Regions from separate parts of the Mus musculus genome. Here regions 1 and 3 are each linked to region 2. A link is a contact called in public promoter capture Hi-C data. All regions are on one chromosome and are shown on one strand. Each heading gives the region's core, a stretch centred on a gene start, on an enhancer-like site or on the middle of the called end of the contact. The rest is flanking DNA. Distances are from core to core; before and after follow the strand shown. Region 1 overlaps Tox2 (TOX high mobility group box family member 2). Region 2 holds the start of Gtsf1l (gametocyte specific factor 1-like). Region 3 overlaps Tox2 (TOX high mobility group box family member 2).

Region 1 (3,856 bases), core at 222-2,721, 220 kb before region 2:
CGGTGGAGCTATCTCTGCAGCCCCAAAGAATATTCTGTAAGACTTTAGTTATTGATCTCTTTTGTATTTAAAGAATTAAAATTCTTTAATTTTTTTTCATTGACAAAAAGAGTTTTAAAGAGGACTCCAGAGATTTCTAAGCGGCTAATTTTGCTTCTCTTTGCTTCATCTTGAATTTTGAGTCACAGAAACGGTGACTGTCTGTACCGTGTGCCGTTTGTACTTCTGAGACTCTGTTAAAGCTTTCTTTGGAACCCAGATATCATCAGATCTTTACCTGTAGCAAAGTCCTCCCAAATGTACTTTCTGGGTTGTGGCTGCATCTGGTTGATGCAGCAGGTACCGGTTACTGACTAACATTGGTCGTATTCTTCAGATAACCTTCTCCATTTTGGCTCTCTAACCTCAGATGAGCTTCACTCGTCAGGGCTTTAAAACTTGTGACCCTTTTACCATCCAAGAAACGTTTACGTGGCTCGGGGTATACAGCAGAATAAAATAAGCACGCAAATCAAACACTTACTGCTGAGAAACCTTTGGGGAAGTTATTGGAAAACAAGTCTTTGGTACACAGTAAGACGCAGGCAAATGCGCATGCTAATGAAGTGGGTATGCTTAATTACGTTTGCATGAAGAATTAAATCTTGGCTAAAGTCTGGAATGCGGGATGGAGAACATCTTTAACATTTCTCAGAGTTGATCGATATTTTGAGTTCCATAATCATTGATGCTGAAACTCTGCTTGGCATCAGTACAGAGCTCAGACTGGCAGAAGTCTGCTTAGCGCCATCTCAGATGGGGTTGGAAATCCTGTCCTAACCCCAAGCCAAAATTCACTAAACAACCTCTTATGAAACACTTTAGCAACTCAAATATCAATTAAAAAAAAAATCAAACATTCTAAAAAATAACCCCAAAAAACAACAAAAAAACGGGAATACAAAGATATACTAAACGCCCAGGAAGATGGTGGGAAAATGTTAAATCTGTTTTCCACAATAAAGCCATGATTAAAACACCATCTTTGTATGTATGTACGTATGTGTTTGTAGGTGTATATGTTTACCTATGGAGGTCAGAGGTCAACCTTTGAAGGGGAGGGCCTTTTATCTGCCGAGCCAGCTCTCCAGACCCCCTATGTTTGCTGTTACTATTTTGAGATTTGTAGAACTTTATGTGTACGGATATACTACCTTCATGTATGTCTGTACACCATGCGTGTTCAGTGCCTGTGGGCATCAGAAGAAGCAGTCCTTCATTAAAAATTCAGTTCAGCAGCTTCCCCGATCCTTCCTGCACCCTGACCTCCTGTCCCGTAACAGTCACTTCATGCGTCACGGGATATTTTTGATACAGCGTTTTCAAATTAAGCAATTTATCTCGTGTTTGCCTTCTTTGGTACCATCTAGATCTAGGTCAAGGGTTCAGGCGGGAGCCACTTCACCAGGAGGGAGCATCTGAGGGTGTCTACACAGACAGTTTCCATCTCACCACTGGGGGCATGCTCCTGTCTCCTGGAGGTACTGGCAGAGGAAGCTGTTCAACTCTACAGTACGTGGGCTGGCTGCCCTCCATCCTTGCCCCCAAAGCAAAGCCTTGTGTGTGTTCAGGTTGAGCAGCTCTGATCTCCACGGGGATGCTTTCCTTGAGGAAAAGCTCAGCTATGCCCTGGCCATGTTCCTCAAAGATGAAGACTGGAGTTTGTCTTTTACTCTCAGGGAAGAGTGTTTTAATGGACTGTGTCCTATTGTTATTGCTGTCGGGGAACATGAATCCTCCAGTTTCATTTTTGGGACATGTCAAGGCTTCACTTAGGACAGAAAACACATCTTGCAAAAAACAATTTTTTTTTTCATGTAAAACTAAAATAATGTGGGCTTGGGGGGTGAGAGAGTAGCTCAGGGTAGAGAGCTTGCCCTGCATGCATGATGCTCTGGGTTTGATTCCTAGCACTGGAAAAAAAAAACTAATTGAAATAATATTCACTGTGCTACATATAAAAAAAAAAAACCTCCGTGTCTATTGAATGTCCTGTTTTGACATCAGCTGTGAGACAGAGAAAACTGAGCTAAAGCCCTCCATCCGCCCCGTGTTTCTATCAGTTCTCCATCAGTTCTTCGGGGCATTTGGCGTGAACGGGTTTGCTTCAGGTACGCCATGTGAAGTCGCTCAGTGCTTAGACATCCCAGAATGCCCTGTCTTCATGACAGCTGCATCTTATTCAAGAAAGCATCTTGGCTCCGGTGACTGTCTCTGCCTTCCATCCTTTTCTATCAGCCGTTGTCATGGTTTCCATACGGTTTTGTTCTCATCCCACACGGTTTCAGATGCGCATCATGCAAACAGCGTATGGGCGAATGCTGGTCCCCAACGCTCTTCTCAATACATTGGGATCTGCGTTAGCACATCAGTCACAAACCCGACATACAGGCTCAGCAAGCCAGCTTCCTTAACTGTGTGGCAAGTTTTAAGTCCCTAAGCAGCTCCCGCTGTCTACCTACAATATATACACGCCATTTCTTCTTTGTGGATTTCTGTTTGTTTGTTCTTCTTTTAGGCAGGGTCTTACCATACAGTCCAGGTGACTTTAAACTCTCTGTCATCACTCCTCAGCCTCTTGAATTATAGGTGTGCACTACCATTCCTAGCTTTTAAGTTTTAAACGAGAAATTGGCATGATTTCCTCTAGTGCAAACTGGCTGTAGCTTGTTAAGGCATCTTATAGCTTTCTTCTCAGCTACTTGTGGCGGAATTCTTCAACCCCGTATTCCTGATTTTGTGAATCATTATCTTGCTGATATTAAAGGTACCTAAATTTATCACCATCATCATCATCATTCTCCTCCTCATCATCATCATCTTGTAAATGCCCTACGTTGGAAACATTCTAAGTCTTATCACTGTGAGGCAGAACACCGTCCATAAGTCAGCCAGGCCACTTGGGTATGGACTAGTGGGTGTGGACAGCAGCCGAGTTCAGCTCTTAGGAAGGATGGGATGTGGCACAAAGCCCTGGGTTCAATCCCCAGCACCTATAAACTGAATTTCGTGTGCTTGTCTGTTACCCCAGCACTCGGGAGGCAGTGGCAGGAGGATCAGAAGTTCAAGGTCATCCTCAGCCATATATAGAGTTCAAGGGCAGCCTGCGCTAGAAACTCTCTCAGAAACAAACCCAAACCTAAAACAAAACCAAGGACCTTCAGGCCTCAGTAAATGAACTCCTGGCTCCCAGCACGCCACAGTACACACCTCCTGGAACCTAGCAATTCTTACCTCTCCCACACACGAGGACACGCCCACTGCAGGGAAAATTGTGAAAGACGTTGACAAAGACAAACGAACGTCCCTTTGCTGTTCTGCTGTGCCCTCTGAGGTTATCTGATTCCATCTGAGTGTACCCCCTAAATCTGACTAGGCTATTCTAATTCTGCAACTTTGTAAATTGTGTGTGTGTGTTGGGGGAAGGAGTTATTGCAACTGGTCATTTTTTTTTGAAATCATTTAAGATTGTATCGGGGTAAAATAAATAAATTTTTCTTGTAGCAGTTTTCTTATTGTTGTGTTTAGGTAGGCTGTGTGTACATGCATATACCATCCTGTGCATGTGGGGATTAAAGGACAGCTTTGCGAGGTCAGTTCTTCTTTTTCAACCTTTGTGTGGGTCCAGAGGGTCAAGGTCAGGTTGCTAGGATTTCTGTATGGGTGTCTTTAGCATCTGAGCCAACTCACCTGCACAGATGCAACCATTTTTACACATACATCTCGGTGCTATACATACACCATGCCTTCATCTTCCATCACTACTATCCATCTCCAGAAGTATCGTTACCTCTACCTATATTAAATAATAGCTTCC
Region 2 (3,502 bases), core at 371-2,870:
GATGGGAGGTGGAGACGTGCTGGCCAGCCAACCCAGGCTAACCAGTGAGTGCCCTCCTGGTCAGTGAAAGACCCTTCCTCAAGGAGATGAAAAGTGTAGGTAATGCCTGCAATAGTCATCCGACTCCATATGTGTGTGCGAGCATACATGTGCACGCACACACACACATGCAAAATTGTGAGTGCCTGAGCTGGACCCTCAACTCCATGTAGAATGATTAAAAACTGGATTTAGCTCAAGGGATAAGAGGAAGTAACACAGCAAAAACACTATTCAGGAATCAGGGAGAGGAAGTTGCTGGAAGCTCAATGGTTAGAGCATTTGTTGTTCTTCAAGAGGACCCCGGTTCGATTCCCAGCACCCACATGGAGCATCACAACTATCTGTAACTCCAGTCCTACAAGATCCAACACCATCTCTGACCTCTGAGAGCACACTTGGACCACCTACATACACGCAAGCAAAGCAAAACACTCATAAACAAAACAATAAAATAACTCAATAAATAAATAAAAGTAGGTGCTAGAGAAGGGGGTCAGCAGTTAAGAGAACTTGGGGCTCATCCAGAGAAGTCACTTCGGGTTGTTGCAACCTCCTGTAACACCTTCTTCTGGCCTCTGAGGGTGCCACAGATAACACAGCATACACTTACACGGAGACACACATGAATCAAATAAATCTCTAAGGTCAAAAGAGGTGAAACAAGGATGTTATGGGACAAGCGGAGGCTGACCAGTCTATCAAGAGGAAGTCAGGAGGTTGAATTTGAATCGGAAGGACAGTGATTCCCCAAGCGGGTGTAAGAAGCAAGATAAGCCAGAAGGGCAAAGAGGCAGGGGCAGAACCTAGAGTCAAGGAGAGGCACAGAGTAGAAAGGGAAAGAAATCTCAACGACACAAAATGACAAGAGCGGGGAGGTCCAGAAGGCCCTTGAGTCAGAGTTAAGAAACTCTCTCTTCAGCCGGGCAGTGGTGGCGCACGCCTTTAATCCCACACTCGGGAGGCAGAGGCAGGGGGATCTCCAGCCTGGTCTACAGAGTGAGTTCCAGGACAGCCAGGGCTACACAGAGAAACCTTGTCTCAAAAAAACAAAACAAAACAAAACAAACAAACAAACAAACAAAACAATCCAACAAACAAACAAAAAAAAACAAGGTTAAGAAACTCTTCCTTCAGCAGCCCATTCCATCCTTATTTATGGAAGTCCTTGTTTTCTGACTCCTTTGAGAAGCACACATGCATGCAGGAGGCCACGGAGGCCAGAAGAGGGCACCAAGCTTCCCTAGAACTGGTGTAATAGACAATTGTGAGCTATCATGAGGGTTGGATCCGAACCACCATCCTCTGAAAGACCAGCAAGTGCTCTTAACTACTGAGTAATCTCTCCAGCCCTCTGTTGAGGTTTGATCTGTTGCTGTGTATCACAAAGTTAAATTCTGAACCCGAAGGTCCAGGCCTATGAGTGAGTGAGTTCTCCTGGTTACCAGCTTTTGTTGTGCAAACCTTGTTCCTTAAAACTATTGGCTAAGTAAAAATGGCTACAGCCAATTACTGGAGAGATTATAGGTAGGTGGATTTTGAGTTACCTGGCTGAGGGTGGAGACTTGAGAGGGAGAGAAGAGAGACCATGAGGGGAGAGAGAGAAGGCGCCATGAGAGGAGGGGACCCAGGAGAAACAGCAGGTATCTGGGGAACCCCCCGCTGGGGAGGTAGCCAGGCCAGCAGAAAAGCAGATTAGGGGTGACCCCCAGTAATTGTCAAAGCCGAATAAAATAACCATATTCTAAGTCTCATTTATGTGTGAGTTAGTTGGGGATAAGCTTACGTTAGTTGTACTACAGTCTTCCAAAATGTCTTTATAAAATCCTGACTCAGCTTCATAAATAATAGTAATAAAACCAGGTTTAAAATGCAGAGATTTGAGGATTTAGCTGGGTAGTAGAGTCTGGCAAGTGTAAGAGCTCGGGTTCGGTCTCCAGCACTAAAGGGAAGAGAGGGAGGGAGGGTGGATTAAAAGAAAGCTTCACCTGATCCAGAAAGGATAAAATAGTAACTTGAAATTCTGGTAAACCGAGGACCAGAGAAAGGTCTCAGTGGCTAAGAGTACTTGCTCTTCTGGCCGATGACCCAAGTTCAGTTCCCAGCACCTGCATGGTGGCCTACAGCTATCAACAACTCCAGTTCCAGCAGATCCAGAGCCCTCTTCCAGCCTCTACACACACACACACACACACACACACACACACACACACACACACAGAGCGCACTTGCACCCATGCAGGAAAAACACTCATACACAAAATAAAAAGCCAATTAGTAATTACAAATGGATACTTCAATTTGTAATTACTACGCAACTGGAAAATGTAGAGGCTGAGGAAGGGGTGGAAATATTTCTTTAACACTGTGTACTTAAAATAAGGAATGATACCCAGCATGCTGCGTGCTTGGAAACTGTAGCACGTGTGGACTGCAGCATGAGGATTTTTTTTTTAAGATTTATTTATTTTATGCATGTGAGTACACTGTAGCTGTACTGATGGTTGTGAGCCATCATGTGGTTTCTAGGAACGAAGATTGCTTGCTTTGCTTGGCCCCAGTCGCTCTGGCCCTGCTTCACTCCAGCCCAAAGATTTATCATAATAAATAAGTATGCCGGGCAGTGGTGGCGCACGCCTTTGAACCCAGTACTTGGGAGGCAGAGGCGGGCAGATTTCTGAGTTCGAGGCCAGCCTGGTCTACAGAGTGAGTTCCAGGACAACCAGAGCTACAGGGGAGGGGGGGGGGAGAGAAGAAGAGGATATAGCCTAGTTGACAGATAACTTGCCACAAATGCATGAGGCCCTGGACTTTGTCCCCAGCACCATCTAAACTAGATACGGAGACCCGCGTCTATAATCCCAGTTTATAAGGTGTGATTATATCCTCAGCCACATATCAAGGTCAAGGCCAACCTGTGCTACATGAGACCTTGCATCAAAAGAGAGAAGGGAGGGGGAAAGTAGAGGGACAAAAAAAGAAAAGGAGTCAGGAAGGCTCATGGGGTAGAAGTGCTTGCTGCCAAGCCTGATAACCTGGATTTGATCCTTCCTACAAGTCTTTCTCCGACTTCTAAGTGTACCCCCAATGTCACTCCTTACAAATAAACACATGATGTAAAAAAGATGTTTTTAAAAGACCACACAACCGACGCTGATGAATAAGGGGTTTGATTATGCTAATGAAGCCCGAAACTGCCAAGGGCCGGGTACGTGTCATAACTACATTTGAACAGCAGCTTTCCTCAAGCCACTTCCCCCACCCAGTGGACAGTCTGTCCCTGATGTCATAAGCTGCCCATTGTGACCACCTGTTCTGTCCTTTGACAACACAGGGTATCTTAGCGTCAAAGCATCATTATAACCTGCTAACTTCACCTCCTTGGAAGCTACTGTTTCGGGCTCTTGTACCTGCCTGAGTTAACGTCTCTGGTGGCTGTTTTCTGGCTTTCTCTGCATAGCGA
Region 3 (3,886 bases), core at 330-2,829, 160 kb before region 2:
TCACATGGGTTCTACATTAACTGGGGCAGTACAATTCCTACAGCTGATAAGACAACACCTTGTGAAAGAAAGTGTGTGTGTGTGTTCACGCGTGCACATGTGAGTGTGTTCAAATACAGGCTCCAGAGAAAAGAGAGGGAAATTCCTGGCCATCCCTTGCCATTAAAGACAGACCAGAGGCCCAGCATCCTGAGGAGGCTGAGTTAATTCATTAACAAGGTCAGCATAAGCTTCAGATTCTCTGCTTCCCACACAGCCATTTGCAAAAGGGCTGCAGTATTTTACAGTCCCCCTTTCCAAGAGCTGACATCTTGTTCCCATTGCTTGAATCTATACTTGTCCTGTGCCTGGCTTTGGACATCAGAAGGAGCTGGGAGTGGTGACAGACCAGTTCCATGTCTGGGCCTCAAGAGGGTGGAGGACAGCTTCTGGACTTGCTGCTCTGGGAACCTGTCCCTGCCATGTTTATAGCCTCAGGCTAGCCAGTGATGGGGGAGGGCAGGGGCTTGGGGTTTCGGGGAGGAGTTGGGAGGAGAGGGATATGGGGGGAGCCAACTAATACAACCCGAAACGATCTACACACTTGTAGTTTTTAGCCACTGTATTGTGAGGTCCTTATTTTGCAGTAAAAAAGAAAAGATACACTATGAGAAGTTTTCACGGCTACATTTGTTAAGTTGCTGATATTAAATTTGGCTTATGCAACTGGCTAGACTTATTCTCACAGTATTATTATTGTTGTTGTTGTTGTTATTATATGGATTATTGCTGTACTAGGTATATACATTATTATTATTATTATTATTATTACTATTATTATATGGAGTATTGCTGTACTAGGTATATACATTATTATTATTACTACTATTGTTATATGGAGTATTGCTGTACTATGTATATACATTGTTATTATTATTATTATTATATGGAATATTGCTATACTAGGTATATATACTAGGTAGCCAATACTAGTTTCAAACTTAACTATCTTCCTGCCTCAGCCTCCCAAGTGCTGGGAGCTCAGGTGAATATCACTACACCCAGCTCCTAATGTCTCTTTTAAGTTAGGCAGACCCTCTGGTGACAGCAAAAAGACCTAGAAGAATTCATGAGAAGTCCTTAACTACCCTGCTCTCCTGTTAGGGAAGGTGAGGTTCAAAGGATAAATAAGGAGGCCACGTTGACACATGACACCAGTGTTCCCGGAGTGCTTTCTGGGTCACACCCACAACTCTGTGGAGGGTATGGTTCACAATCAGCATGCCACGGAGGTCACGGTCTTGTGTGGAGGTCAGCCACCATCTAAGTCATCACAAGTGTGGCAGATGACCGCAGACAGTGAAAAGAGCCAGAAATTAAAACCAACTGGTGCCACGAGAGACAACCCTAGCCCCTCGTCAGAACTGGAAGCCACAAACAGCTGTCTAAGGAAGTGAGAGGTTGGTTTTGACTTCAGAGTGCAGCCTGCTCCCAAGTCCAGTGTGGCCTTGGACTTGGACTTGGACTCAAAGAGGCTCAGAGTAAGCTCTGAGCCCTTGGGATGACAAGCTGAATCTGGACAACCAAGCATTGTCACTGGGACACGCCCAGGCCTTGGAGTCTCGCTCACCATTCCTGCAGGCTGGCACATGATATAGCAACACAAAGGCAGCTCTGCGACGGCAGGATATCGCTCACATGAGGCAGGCCAGAGAATGAGTGGGGTGTGGCACCCCACGATCAGCATCCTTGCCACTTGGACTGCACTATCTTCCTCACTAGCAGAGTTCTCCACGGGCCACAGGCCCACATCCTACTCATTTATGGCCACTTGGACCTGTCACAGAATAAGGTACATTGCCTACACCCATGCATTAATAGGCTTGCTTTCCCCAGCCAGAAGATATGAACCAATCACGATGGCTGGGGGCCGGAGGCAGCCAACTCCAGTTGCCAAGACACAAGGCAGAATCAAGAGCAGGGCCAGGCTTGTCCTCTAGCTCCTCAAGGTTCCCAGCAGCTGGGAAACTCCGTGGTCCCATTCAGCATCTTTAGTTGTTGCCATCCTGCAGGCTCTCCTGCCTTAGGGTGCCATTCTCTCTGTTGTCACAGTCTACATACAGTAAGGATCCCTTTCCTGGCCACAGTCTGTCGCGAGGATGCTTAACTTGCTGTAGTGAAATGTTAGCTTTCTCTTTGCTGTTGGAAAATCTGATTCCATCTATGGCCCCAGAGGTCTGGATCACTGAAGAGGACCTTCCGGGAAAACTGCCCTCTGCCTCCTCAGTGGCCTCAGATAACTGATTCTGTGTGAGGGTTAGAATCTCCTCACCTGTATGTAGACACTCTCTCCAGGTCCCCCCACAAGTGCTGTGCAGGAGGAAGGCAGTGGCCGAGACCATGGGACACCTGAACTCACTGTTGTGAAACCTGTCCCTTGCACAGGGAATGTAGGGTAACAGACTTAGAGTGTCAAGTTCTCAGTGGTGCCCACTGTAAGTCAACAGTAGCCAAAGACAGCTAGCACTGTAGCCCTGGTTTGACTGTACCAAGCCATGTCCTATGACTCCAACAACTGCAGGCCTCTTACCTCAACACCAGCAGCATCTTGGCTCCACCAACCCAAGGCTCAGACCCCCTAGGGGGTGGAGACAGGCACTCACCTGGCTGGTTGACAGGAGCTCTGGATTTCCGTCACTCATCCCCACGTAGGCACTGTCACCATCAAACTAGAACAAAGAGAGAGAAGTAGTTCTCATTACAGTGTTCCTGGAGGGAACCGGGACCTGTAGTAGCCCAAAGAGGTTAGGAGACTGTGCTGAGGTAAAGGAGACTGGAGCTCAGGATGCCTACAGCTGCAACCCAGCAGGGCCAGTGGCCCCTGTTCCATGGCCCTTGAAAGCCCAGATCAGGACCATCAATCACACACAGGACAAAGACAGGCAGTGTCTTCCGCTGTTGGCACTTTGTTGGCTGTCACAGCAGGCCACCTTGACAGGCACTGAGCTGCCCACCCCTGCAAGTATACAAATGACTCTTCTATGCAAAGTGACCGAGGCAATCAGCTAGAACTGGACCCCTGCATGCCAGGGAAAGACCTTGAAGTCCATTGCCTTGGATCAACGACAGCCTGCCTCAGAGAAGCCCTCTACAACCTTCCTCGCCTAAGTGGCTTTGTCTCTGCCTCCAATGGGGTCCACAATCCTGTGTTGGAGAATCTGCCACTTCTGGATTCTGGAAGAACTGCCCGCCATGGGGAACAGGCGCAGAGGGAGAAACCTGGGCCCTGGAAGCAGCTACCAATGCGTGAGCTTCTGCTAGTGTCCCTACTTCTGAAACTCCTCATCTGTGAAACGAGGATAGGACAGGGGCCCTTTCCCCACATGCCACCAGCTGGTCCCTTTTCCTGGAGAGAGGCATTTTTACAGCATTACCCAGGAGCAGAGATAGAGTCATGCACACACTTTTGAGTGAGCGCCATTTGAGGGTTAACCTGTCTGGACATCGGCCAGAGCTGAAGGAGAGAACACCCACATCAGCTTCATCCCGTAGTGGCTCTGAGACGTGAACTGCACACATGCACACAGGGTCAGTCTCAGCATGAGGCATTGCTGTGGCCTGCCCTTAAGAGACACAAGGAAGCGAAGCTTTCTGAGTGAGATGGCCTCCACTGGGCCAGGGGCAAGAGTGTGGAGGGTCATACCTGCCGAGGGCTACATGTCTATACTTACTTTGTCTTCCAAACTATAACACTCTGTATATTGTTCTGTGTCTCATTTTTCTGATGAAAACACACCTTGGAAAAGCGCTCTATATGAGAATGTAATTGCTTCTGCTAGGCCCCAGAATCCCACACTAAGAAGGCAGCAAGGAGCCTCAACTAGCTGAGTCTATGGCCCAATGCACT

The links. Promoter capture Hi-C pulls out the DNA fragments that hold promoters and counts their contacts.
Region 1: a contact with region 2 is called in a promoter capture Hi-C map of liver, with 5 times the contacts expected there. The contact joins the enhancer-like site here to the promoter of Gtsf1l in region 2. A contact is called at or near these places in 19 of 39 promoter capture datasets (the 3T3-L1 cell line, the C10 cell line, the HPC-7 cell line and 12 more), 7 of 15 datasets of contacts at CTCF or cohesin (CD8 T cells, embryonic stem cells, hippocampal excitatory neurons and 4 more), 107 of 484 Hi-C or Micro-C datasets (the AML12 cell line, the C2C12 cell line, CD4 T cells and 70 more), 17 of 115 datasets of contacts at active chromatin or transcription factors (CD8 T cells, acute myeloid leukemia, bone marrow-derived dendritic cells and 8 more) and 4 of 9 other capture datasets (adipose tissue, liver, macrophages and 1 more).
Region 3: a contact with region 2 is called in a promoter capture Hi-C map of Sertoli cells, with 4 times the contacts expected there. The contact joins the enhancer-like site here to the promoter of Gtsf1l in region 2. A contact is called at or near these places in 14 of 39 promoter capture datasets (the 3T3-L1 cell line, the C10 cell line, the HPC-7 cell line and 7 more), 4 of 115 datasets of contacts at active chromatin or transcription factors (the SCID.adh cell line, embryonic basal ganglia and embryonic stem cells) and 4 of 9 other capture datasets (adipose tissue, liver, macrophages and 1 more).

The regions. Positions count from the first base shown.
Region 1 is chr2:163,308,001-163,311,856 of GRCm38.p6, reverse strand. All of the region lies in intron 3 of Tox2 (TOX high mobility group box family member 2), which reads right to left. Among named protein-coding and RNA genes, the nearest start is that of Gm35750, 46 kb to the left of the region's middle. Within about 2 kb of position 1,471, at least 10 of the 459 cell types and tissues checked have an H3K27ac peak or open chromatin away from gene starts, as enhancers often do. A contact at or near this core is called in cerebral cortex, cortical neurons and liver, where this site is marked.
Region 2 is chr2:163,087,719-163,091,220 of GRCm38.p6, reverse strand. Gtsf1l (gametocyte specific factor 1-like) reads left to right here and starts at 1,620. Exons shown (of 2, transcript NM_026630.2): 1 at 1,620-1,682; 2 at 3,374-3,502.
Region 3 is chr2:163,246,589-163,250,474 of GRCm38.p6, reverse strand. It overlaps Tox2 (TOX high mobility group box family member 2), which reads right to left. Exons shown (of 9, transcript NM_001372575.1): 2 at 2,643-2,708. Among named protein-coding and RNA genes, the nearest start is that of Tox2, 45 kb to the right of the region's middle. Within about 2 kb of position 1,579, at least 10 of the 459 cell types and tissues checked have an H3K27ac peak or open chromatin away from gene starts, as enhancers often do. A contact at or near this core is called in the SCID.adh cell line and Sertoli cells, where this site is marked.